Regions from separate parts of the Sus scrofa genome. Here all the other regions are linked to region 1. The links are chromatin contacts, called in public HiChIP or PLAC-seq and promoter capture Hi-C maps. All regions are on one chromosome and are shown on one strand. The core of a region is the stretch at or near the end of the contact, and the rest is flanking DNA. Distances in the headings are between cores, read along the strand shown.

Region 1 (3,194 bases), core at 413-2,912:
CTCAGATCTTATATTGCTGTGGCTGTGGTGCAGGCCAGCAGCTGCAGCTCTGATTTGTCCCCTAGCCTGGGAACTTCCATATGTCATGGATGTGGCCCTAAAAAAAAACTCTTTAATTAAAAAAATTAAAAATTAAAAAAATTTTAAAAAGATACTACAACCTATTTTGGGGTTCTGAATGAGAACTTGCATGACAGATGATGGCGAAGCCCAGGAAGCCAAGGTCTGGAATATAAACAAGAAGTTCCAGGCTTACCAGAGAGAATGATGCAAAACAGAGTATGAAGTAAAGATGAAAACAGGGAAAAAAAGTGAAGGACAGTATACAGAACAGTTTCCCTAACTTTCTCCTGGTGATGAATGCAGGAAGGCTGACATTTCTTCTCAAGCCGAAAACCAAAACAAACACACAAGATACCTATTATATAGGTAGAAAGAATAAGAAAGACGATGGCCTGAGTTCCAAGAAACCATGGGTCCAGCTGAGGAAAGGAATAAAGAAAAGTGGAAAGTCTACAGGCATCACCCATACAGCTGGTATAGAGAACAACCAAGCCTAACTGGAGAATGAGGGCTGAGTCTCCAAAGAAAAGTCTTGTCAGATTAAAAAACAACAACAACAAAAACAGAGGATATGCCATTAGAAAGTTTCAAAAGATATAGGCACACTATACTCTTCAATAACAACAACTAAGAAAGTCCACTGGAATCCTGAAAGAAAAATTGCACAAGAAATGCAACAAATTAAAATGTTACATGATTTTAAAGCAGTCAACGAATATTTTTTTTTTAAATGACCTGGATGCTAATAACATTGTCATTTCCTGTGACAAAGGACTGTGCTTCTTTTTTTTTGAAAAATGAAGAACTCTACAATTAGATTTTCCAATTGCTGAAAATATCAATTTGCTAAGAAAGATTTTTAAATTTTAAAAAATATGTATTAGTTATTTTAAAATACAGCATAGCACCATATACAGAACTGAAAGTATATTTAATTATCATATAAACCCTAAAAGGTAGTTAGTATAATTACCGTTATACAGATGAGGTAAATTAACTGCTCACATGAGCGCAGCTGAAAGGTAGCAGTTAGAATCCCAAACCAGGGAGCCTGGCTTCTTCACAGTACATCCAAGTTCAGTCTTTGGCTGACTGGAGTTTCTTCCAGCCAGAAAGCCTAGAATGCCTCAGTCTTGGTTGCTTAGAGGCTGTCAACTGAGGCATTTTTAGTTGTCACAGAATCTGGAAGGAGCTACAGGAATAACGACGGGCCAAATGCTAATTACGCCCTGATGGTAAAATGTTGACTGCTACAGAGATAATAGGAACAAATATTTACTCTTCTGGAGGACTGTGACATCAGCTTGGGAAAGACAGGTAACACCGTCGTAAGAGGCGCCTCCCCTGAGCCGCGCGCGTCCAGCTCGTAGCCGCCAGTGCTGACCTTCTAGAAAGAAGCGGACCGGCGCCTTCCCTTCAACTCTCCAGCGTCCACTTACCTGAGGCAGATTTTAACGCAGAAACCTCGACCAAACTAAAAGTGAAGAAACTCTCCGGGCCTAAGAGACCACCGCCACCTCTGAAGAAGAAACGCCCTGAGCCCAAGACTCAGCAAAATTCAAACTTCCCGCACCAAGCCTCTGATTGGAAGTATTTTAACCAATGCTTCCGGTAAAAATGCCCGCCTCTTCCCTCCGACGAGGCTTCCGATTGGTTCGCTCCCGCGATTTTTGAATTGATTGAAAGGGGAACGGACGGTTCGGAGGGAGGGCATGAGCGGAATCAATGGATGCTTCCGGATAAGCTCTAGTTGAGGGGCTGAGCAGTGGGGGTCGCTGAGGCCGTGGGAGAGCTGGAGTGGCTCGTGTTTTCCCCGGGCTACTCCGAATTCGCCCTGGAACTCCTAGGGCCTCGCGGGTATCAGAAAGGACAAAGGAGCTCAGAAGAAGAAAAGGGAATTTAGAGTTTGCAGGACTTTTTAATATCTTTTTAAAATTATATAAGCCCAGAAGAATTATTCGAATATGAACGTTTAGAAAAGCTTAACGCTTTAATGAAAGGGTTGTATTTTTGTTTGTTTTTTATTTTTCCAGGGGGGCGGAGGCCGCAGGTGTGGTATATGGAGGTTGCCGAGCTCTGGGCCCTATGGGAGCTATAGCTGCTGATCTGCACCCCAGCCACAGCGAGGGCGGGGGTGGGGTGGGGTGGAATCTGAGACTTGTCTGCGACCTGCATGAAGCTCATGCCAACGGATCCTTAACCCGCTGAGCGAGGCCAGGGAAGAATACTAGTCGGTTTAATTTCCACTGAGCTGCAAAGGGAACTCCAAGAAAGGGCTTATTAACACTCCATATTTCTCTCTACATCTTTTAATGTTCCTTTTCAATGTTAGCAGCCTTTTTTCCCTCATACTTTTTTTTATAGAAGTAAAAACTTTAAGCATTGAAAAGCATAGTGGTTTTAGTATAAGATTTGATGAGTTTTGCTAAGTGTAAACAACAGTGTAACCACCACCCAATCAGGATAAAAAGCATTTCCATCACCCAAGAGCTCCCTCTAGCGCCCCACCGCTTCGACTACCACTGTTCAGGTTTCTATCACCGTAAGAATAGGAGTAGTAGGTACACTTCCCTGTCTGCCTTCTTTCTCTCAGTGTAATTGAGTTAGGAGGTAAATGGGCCCCTGGACTGAGAAGAGCTGGGACTTGTTTCTCTTTGACACTTCAAGGAAAAAGTTAACTGCAGGACCTGAGCTCTGCTGGAGTAGAAAGATAAGATGACCACTTCAATCACTGCTGGGGTCAAGGGGACCTCCCGAATTAACACGCGTGCAGTAAGACTCCTAGGGGTCAAAAAGGGAGGGGATTCCAGGCCACAATAAGTCCTGATACCATCCCTGCCCTCTTAGCTTTGGAATCCATCTTTGCCAAAAGATGTGCACATATACCGGAGAGGGTACTGTGTCCAGTAAGGAGTGAGAAATAAAACAAGATAATTGGCTAAAGGTAAACAAAGACGCAGAAGAACTGTGCCATAAAAGCGATTTAGATCACCTCTCTGGCGCACTCCTCATTGAGGGGTACTGCCCTCACCTGCACTCCTCTTTAGGGTGTGTATTACTTCTTTACTTCTGATTTAAATAAACTACTTCTCTGTGTGCTCTCCCCATGTGTTGTACTGTGACTCTAACAA
Region 2 (3,194 bases), core at 371-2,870, 170 kb before region 1:
AATTTTTTTTTAGTGAATGAATCAACATAGGAGGAATAGCAGAAGTCACACAATTAGACAGTACTGCATAGGAACGGGATTTAGAAAAATAAAATGGATGATGGAAGAAATTCTCACAGTGAGGTATGGGGAAATCATCTGGCTTATACATGATTTAACTTAAAACTTTATCCTAACTAGAACAGCCTGTCTTATGGACTGTCAAACATAGGCTGTTCATTGGCTTTAACCACTAAGGAGAAGAATTCATTAAAATATCAAAATGGAGTAACTGCAGTTCAAGTATTCAAAACGGAGCTAGGTGGCCACTGTGGTTTTAGACACATTCCTGCATTACTGAGAACCTGAATTTTCTGAACTATATTGTACCCTAGGATACCACCAACCGTTCTCAAAACAATATGCTAGCAGTTGCCAGCTGCAATTCTATGGTATCAAGGTCTCCCCTTATAACTATGCAACCATACTGAACAAGTAACCCTTACTTAACAAGCACCCTTAATTCTCACCAGCTGCAGTTATAACTCTTCACAAACAACTTACGTAACTTTGCAGTATTCGCTGTTATAAGCCTCCCTCATTGTGCAGTCTGATAGAACACAATTTAAGTGCTTTAATCTGTGTCTCCTGGGCTACAGCCCTCAGCTTGGCTCAAATAAAACTCTTTTCTATTCCTAGTATAGGCCATTTATTGATTATTTCCCTCTACAGGGACTAGAATAACCCTGCGACAATATCACCACTTAGGAACCAAGCTGAAGAAATAAGAGGAAAAAAAAAGCTGTTTGAAAGTTAAATACAATTTAGAACGGGAAAGGGCATCATAAAAGGCAAGGAAGGATAAAATATCCCGAAGACAGAAAGGGCCACTAAATTTGACAAACAAGCAGCTACTGATCTAGCAAAAGAACTATTATTAATAATAATAGTGTGAGATGCTCAGGGGACGTGAACAAAGGGTTAATGTGGGGAAAAGCTCACACCCTTCCAACTCCTCTGGAAGTAAGATTTCACGCTCCTTAACTTTCTTGATACACTGAATTACCACGGTCTGAATGAAACAGTAAATATGAGGAAATATATGTGCCATTTTAGATTTCAACCTTATTTCTATCCGAATAATTTTAGGCAGACAGCTAACAGGACATATAAGAATAACTGTTCTAATAAATCACACCTGAAACGTTCCTTTTGCTTCTCAAAGTGCCTTACCTCCCAGAATCATCAAAACAGACATCTGTGTGTCCCTCTGTGTGTCCATATCTCATAGGCTTCTGTGTGGCAGGCATCTTTTCCTTTACCTACCTGAAAATGTTTTATAAAAGCTAGTGTTATTTTAAAGCGGCAAGAAGAGAGGTTAGTCTCCTCCCGGACACACCTCGGCAGCCCCTTTTCCCCCACCCGAGGGGCAGAAACAGGATACAGGAGAGGCTTGTAAGACACTAAGCCAAGAAAAAGACACGCTTCTCCTCCATGGGCCGCACGGACGCTGACTGCAGGGAGGAAAACTCACCCAGCAGACCGGACCCCTGCGACTGTGAAAAGCCAGAAGCCAGCGCGCTCAGGGCCGCTTCCCGCGCTTGGCGTGATCGCATACGGCGCCTGCGCCAGTCCGCCCACGCCCAGCGCGGGTCTGGACCCAGGTCGCCGAGCGGTGGCGTCAGCGGCGCGCCGGCCGCCTGGGAAAAAGCCGGTTGCTGGGGGAGTGAGGAAGAAAGGGAGGGAGCCGAATACGGAAGTGGTGGCATCGCTGGGAGAGCGGGTGGAGGCAGTGACGGCGATATCGAAGATGAGAACCCAGCGCCGAGGGATAGAGGCTTGCAGACCGGCATCCGCCTTCTAGGACCTACAGGAGGTGCTGGAGTGGGTGGGCCTCACTCCTCCCCCTCAGCGAGCACCCAGAGTGATGGCGGTGCTGATGGCGGCAGTTACTCGGACAGCCCTAGTTAAACTGCACTCCGAGAGGTGAGAGGGGGAAGGGTGATTGCTGCCTGGCAGTGCCCGTCGGGGTCTGCTTCTACTTGCTAAGCGCTTCTCACAGGCAACCATATCCCGGTCCCTTAATGGGTCCAGCCCCTCCTTGCGACCCGGCTAGGGAACGAGATCTTTGGGCATGTTCTTTGGAGAAGAGGTAGGCGAGATCCTTCTCTAGCCTTCAATCTTGGCATTCTTCGCTCCTTCACCTTGTCATTTCTATATAGATAAAAGAGAGAAGAGTTAATCTCAGTTCATGGTTCCTGGAGGTCTGGCATGTACATTAATGCTTATTCTTTAGGACATTTCATATGCATCCCTTAAAAAGAAACTCAGGTTTCCGTATTCAGACCCTTCCTAAAGTTCACTGAAGTTCATTTTCAGATTAAAAAAAAAAGCAGCAGCAGCAGCACTGGAACTAGAGTATTTTGTTGAATACTTGGTTCGATCCTTGCGGTCTTTGCTAAGCTCTTGGCCATTCAGTTTATGCTGTCCTTGTGTCTTCACGTTCTCCATGTTGGGAAACCAGTCTTTGATGAAAACCTTCACAATGACATTTTTGTGTGGTACCCACCTTCTGGTCTCAATCGGACGTTGTTTATGACGTAAGTGGAACGTTTTTCTATTGTAGAGATTTTTCCCATTGTTTTTCAGTCTAGTTCCTTTGGGAAAAGTTGCAAACGCACATTTAGACAAACCGTGGTATTGTTCTTAATGAGGCGGCATTGTGAAAGGTGTTGTTTTGAGTACTAGGGCTCCAAGTAGGCTTGCCAGACACTGAGGTTTGACATATGAATGAAGATGAAGAGTGATTGGCTGAAAAAGAACTTGGGGTTTGTGGAAAAATAACCAACCTATTGTTGATTTCCCACAAGAGCAAAAGATATTCTGAGATTATTTTTTCCGAGTGAGTTAATTTTATTTGGAGATCATTCGTTGTCTAGATAGACTGATTTTAGATCTAATTTTTTTTAATCCGAGTCAATATCATCAGATAGACTAGGGGTTCAAGGCGAACTCTGATAGTATGTCCAGTAAATCTTCATGAAATGTCAGTGTAGTGCTTTTCAGAGCTAAGCATAAGCAGAATCTGCATATTTGGAACTAAAGTTATAGCTATAAAATGCCCTAACTATAAAATCTGTAACACCATGTGACTTTAAAATTATGAATGGTGTCCACATTGCTTTCACTCTGCCTTAGCAACCGAGCTGTTTTAT
Region 3 (3,194 bases), core at 230-2,729, 150 kb before region 1:
CGGCGTTGCCGTGAGCTGTGGTGTAGGTTGCAGATGCGGCTCGAATCCCGCGTTGCTGTGGCTCTGGTGTAGGCCGGTGGCTACAGCTCCGATTCGACCCCTAGCCTGGGAACCTCCATATGCCGTGGGAGCGGCCCAAGAAATGGCAAAAAGAAAAGCCCAAGAAATGGCAAAAAGACAAAAAGAAAAAAAAAGAAATTTACAGTAGGAGTTCCCTTCCAGGTGCAGTGGTTAACGAATCAGACTAGGAACCATGAGGTTGCTGGTTTGGTCCCTGGCCTTGCCCGCCTTGCCAAGTGGGTTAATGATCCGGCGTTGCCATGAGCTGTGGTGTAGGTTGCGGACGCGGCTCGGATCCCGCATTGCTATGGCTGTGGTATAGGCCCCCGCATTGCTGTAGCTGTGGTGTAGGCCGGCGGCTACAGCTCCGATTCGACCCCTAGCCTGGGAACCTCCACATGCCGCGGGAGCCGCCCTAGAAAAGGCAAAAAGACAAAAAAAAAAAAAAAAAAAAAGAAAAGAAAAGAAATTTACAGTAAAATGTCCCTTCAACATCTTACGCAAAGAAGCAAAAAGTTGTAAAAATATCGCATACTTGTAATTTTTACATGTAAAATACATGTACGTTTTATATGTGTTTTGCCCATAGTTATGCAAAATTATTACCACATAGCTATATATATATATACCACATAGCTATATATAGCTGGTAATCTTCATTACCAGCTAGCTAGCAGGTTCCTTGATGGTGGGGCCACGTGTCAATCATCTTTTGGGTGTGACAGAGTAGGTATTTAAAGGTATATTCGAAAGTGGACAAGTGGAGTGAGACTCTCCGCGTAGCAGCGGGTTAAGGAACCGGCATTGTCAATGCTGCTGCTTAGGTCGCTGCTCTGGCTCAGCAGGTTCTACCCCTGGCCCAGGAACTTCCACATGCCAGGCGTGGCAAAAAAAAAAAAGTAAGGACAATACTAAATGAGAAAAATCTACAAAGACATCCGTTGTTTCTGTAGTTAGTATCAATTTGTCAAGCTATTTATAAACAAAATTTTTTTTGTCTTCCCCTTCCCGTATGGTTGCTTTAGCTCTCCCCAGTTTTGGTCAAATGATCCATGTCCAGAGATTAGGCTGCTTTCACACCTAGCCAGCTGTGGCTCTAGAGACCACCAGCTGTAGGGAATCCAGAACCTGCCTTCAAGCCTCTCCAGGAGACAAGTTAGCAATTTCAGCCAGACTGCTCAGAACGTCACCGGCCCCTAGCGTTTCCTCCAGATTGCCCAAAACTCCGGAAAACCCAGAGCTTTCCTCTAGCCCAACTGGAGGAAAGAGCCGCCCTAGGGCAAGCACAAGGGGCAGGGGGCCGCGGGGGCCTGGACGGCCGCAGTGCTACCGGGCCCCTCTAGGGGGCGCGCGCGGCCGGCCCGACCCAGCCGAGCCGACCCGAGGGAAGGCGGAGCGCGGGCGGGGGCTACGCGCTCGGAGCTCGACGCTTCCTGTTCCGGCGCCAGGAGGAGCCGCGCGCTGCTGGTGCTGCTGGTGCTGCCGCCCCCGCCGCCGTCGCCGCTGCCGTCAGTAGGGTTGCGCTCGGTTCTTCAGCGCCAAGTTCCTGCGGACCCATCGCCACTTCTAGACCTTTCCGCGGGCTCGGATCTTGTCGGGTGAGACTGCTTGGGCACTAGCGGAATCGTGGAGGAGAGCGAGGGATCACGCCCAAGCGGGAGGCGGGAGCGGTAACGGAGGTGACTGGAGTAGCTTCTTGGGGGATGGAGGGCTAAGGCTTTCCCCCCGTCATCCTGCTCCCGGCAGCGGGCTGATCTCCGGATCGCCCCCCGGGAGGAGGTGTGGGAGGCGGGTGACGTCGCTCGGGACGGGTTTCTCCGTGCTTGACGTCAGGCTTGGCTGGGGGGCGGGGCGGGGAGCGGGCCTGGCCCCTCCCCCACCCCTTCCCGGGCGGGCACGACCCCTCCCCCATCCCTTCCCGGGCGGGCACGACCCGCTCGCTAGCCGGTTAGCTCCGGTTGATCCCGGACTCCTTTTGTTCGTCTGGCCCTAAAGGGCTGCGGGCCTCGAGCCCCTTGGCCCAGCCCGCCTCCCTCATTCATTACTTCTACTGAAAGGGAGAGGCAGGCCCGATTCTTGGAGGCGTCCTTGGAGCTAATTGAGATTATTCGCAGTGTAACATTCTGGTCGGTATTTCTAGAGCAATTGAAAGCAATTAGAGGAACACCCGTGACAGAAACTATGAGAAGTCCTCAGTTTTGTAATACTCCCCATTTTTAGGATTTAGGAGCGCTTGGTAGCTTTGGACCGTTTTCTTTTAAAAACCAAGAGTAATACTTTTAATAAATATAGATTCTACTGTTGAAGAATCAAACCGTACCCACCTGACCGGAAAAAAGTTTCTAGCATTGCTAGTAAAGAAATACACACTCAGACACCTAGTGGTTCTGAGCGCCTGTTTTGAAAACTAACTCTCATTACATGCGAAGGTAGCCTTAAGAAATCTTACAAAAGTTCTTTTGTTCAGGAGTGTTCATGGGGCAGGAAGAATAGAAATTTTCCTTGCTGCTGGCATTTCTGAACCTCCTGGTCATAACTAGGTTGTCTCCAACTTGTATATACCGGCGTGTTCTTCTCCTCTTTCCAGGAGGAACAGAGCCAATCGCCTAATCGAAATCTTTGGGATCAGTATGTTTTGGAATTCAGAAATCTTTGGATTTTTATCTTTAGAATTTAGAAAGACAATAAGGTGCATAGATGAGAGATCACTCCAGCAGAGTCTGGGCAGCACCCTAATCCATTATTAACATTTGTGCAGATATAGGTAGGAATTAATGAAAATGAGAAATAACGTCAGGTCAGATTTTTGCCACCAAGTAAGGTGTACACCGAACTTGGGAGCATTTCTTTCATTTTTAGAGGTTTCTGAATTGAGAACTACAGATAAGGTTTGTGGACCTATGGTAGCAGTTGTAAAAGCTGAGTTTTGCTGTGTGCCAGACAGTGACCAAGAGGTGTGTTTATTATGCAGGTCTCAATAAATCTGAGTGAGAGTGGGCGCTATTCCAGTCTGCTTTCACCTCTTAGGTTTGCAAAGTTCAGCTTGTCCAGAACCTGCCAGGGGAGAACTGCAATGTTATCTAGTCAGTCATACTTCTGGTGTTTTAACCATATGGAATTCGCCCATGTACCAC

What was found. Promoter capture Hi-C pulls out the DNA fragments that hold promoters and counts their contacts. HiChIP or PLAC-seq counts read pairs in DNA pulled down with a chosen protein or histone mark.
Region 2: a contact with region 1 is called in a promoter capture Hi-C map of fetal liver, with 2.4 times the contacts expected there. The contact joins the promoter of WDHD1 here to the promoter of DLGAP5 in region 1. A contact is called at or near these places in 1 of 5 promoter capture datasets (fetal liver) and 2 of 2 datasets of contacts at active chromatin or transcription factors (alveolar macrophages and skeletal muscle).
Region 3: a contact with region 1 is called in an H3K27ac HiChIP or PLAC-seq map of skeletal muscle. The contact joins the promoter of MAPK1IP1L here to the promoter of DLGAP5 in region 1. A contact is called at or near these places in 1 of 5 promoter capture datasets (liver) and 2 of 2 datasets of contacts at active chromatin or transcription factors (alveolar macrophages and skeletal muscle).

What each region holds. Positions count from the first base shown.
Region 1 is chr1:184,548,366-184,551,559 of Sscrofa11.1, forward strand. DLGAP5 (disks large-associated protein 5) reads right to left here and starts at 1,663. Exons shown (of 19, transcript XM_003121820.4): 1 at 1,503-1,663.
Region 2 is chr1:184,377,354-184,380,547 of Sscrofa11.1, forward strand. WDHD1 (WD repeat and HMG-box DNA-binding protein 1) reads right to left here and starts at 1,621. Exons shown (of 26, transcript XM_021102265.1): 1 at 1,514-1,621; 2 at 1,213-1,305. The coding sequence starts at 1,289. It overlaps SOCS4 (suppressor of cytokine signaling 4), which reads left to right and starts at 1,664. Exons shown (of 2, transcript NM_001162889.1): 1 at 1,664-1,965.
Region 3 is chr1:184,399,865-184,403,058 of Sscrofa11.1, forward strand. It overlaps MAPK1IP1L (MAPK-interacting and spindle-stabilizing protein-like), which reads left to right and starts at 1,480. Exons shown (of 4, transcript XM_021102280.1): 1 at 1,480-1,739. All of the region lies in intron 2 of LOC110262207 (a long non-coding RNA gene), which reads right to left.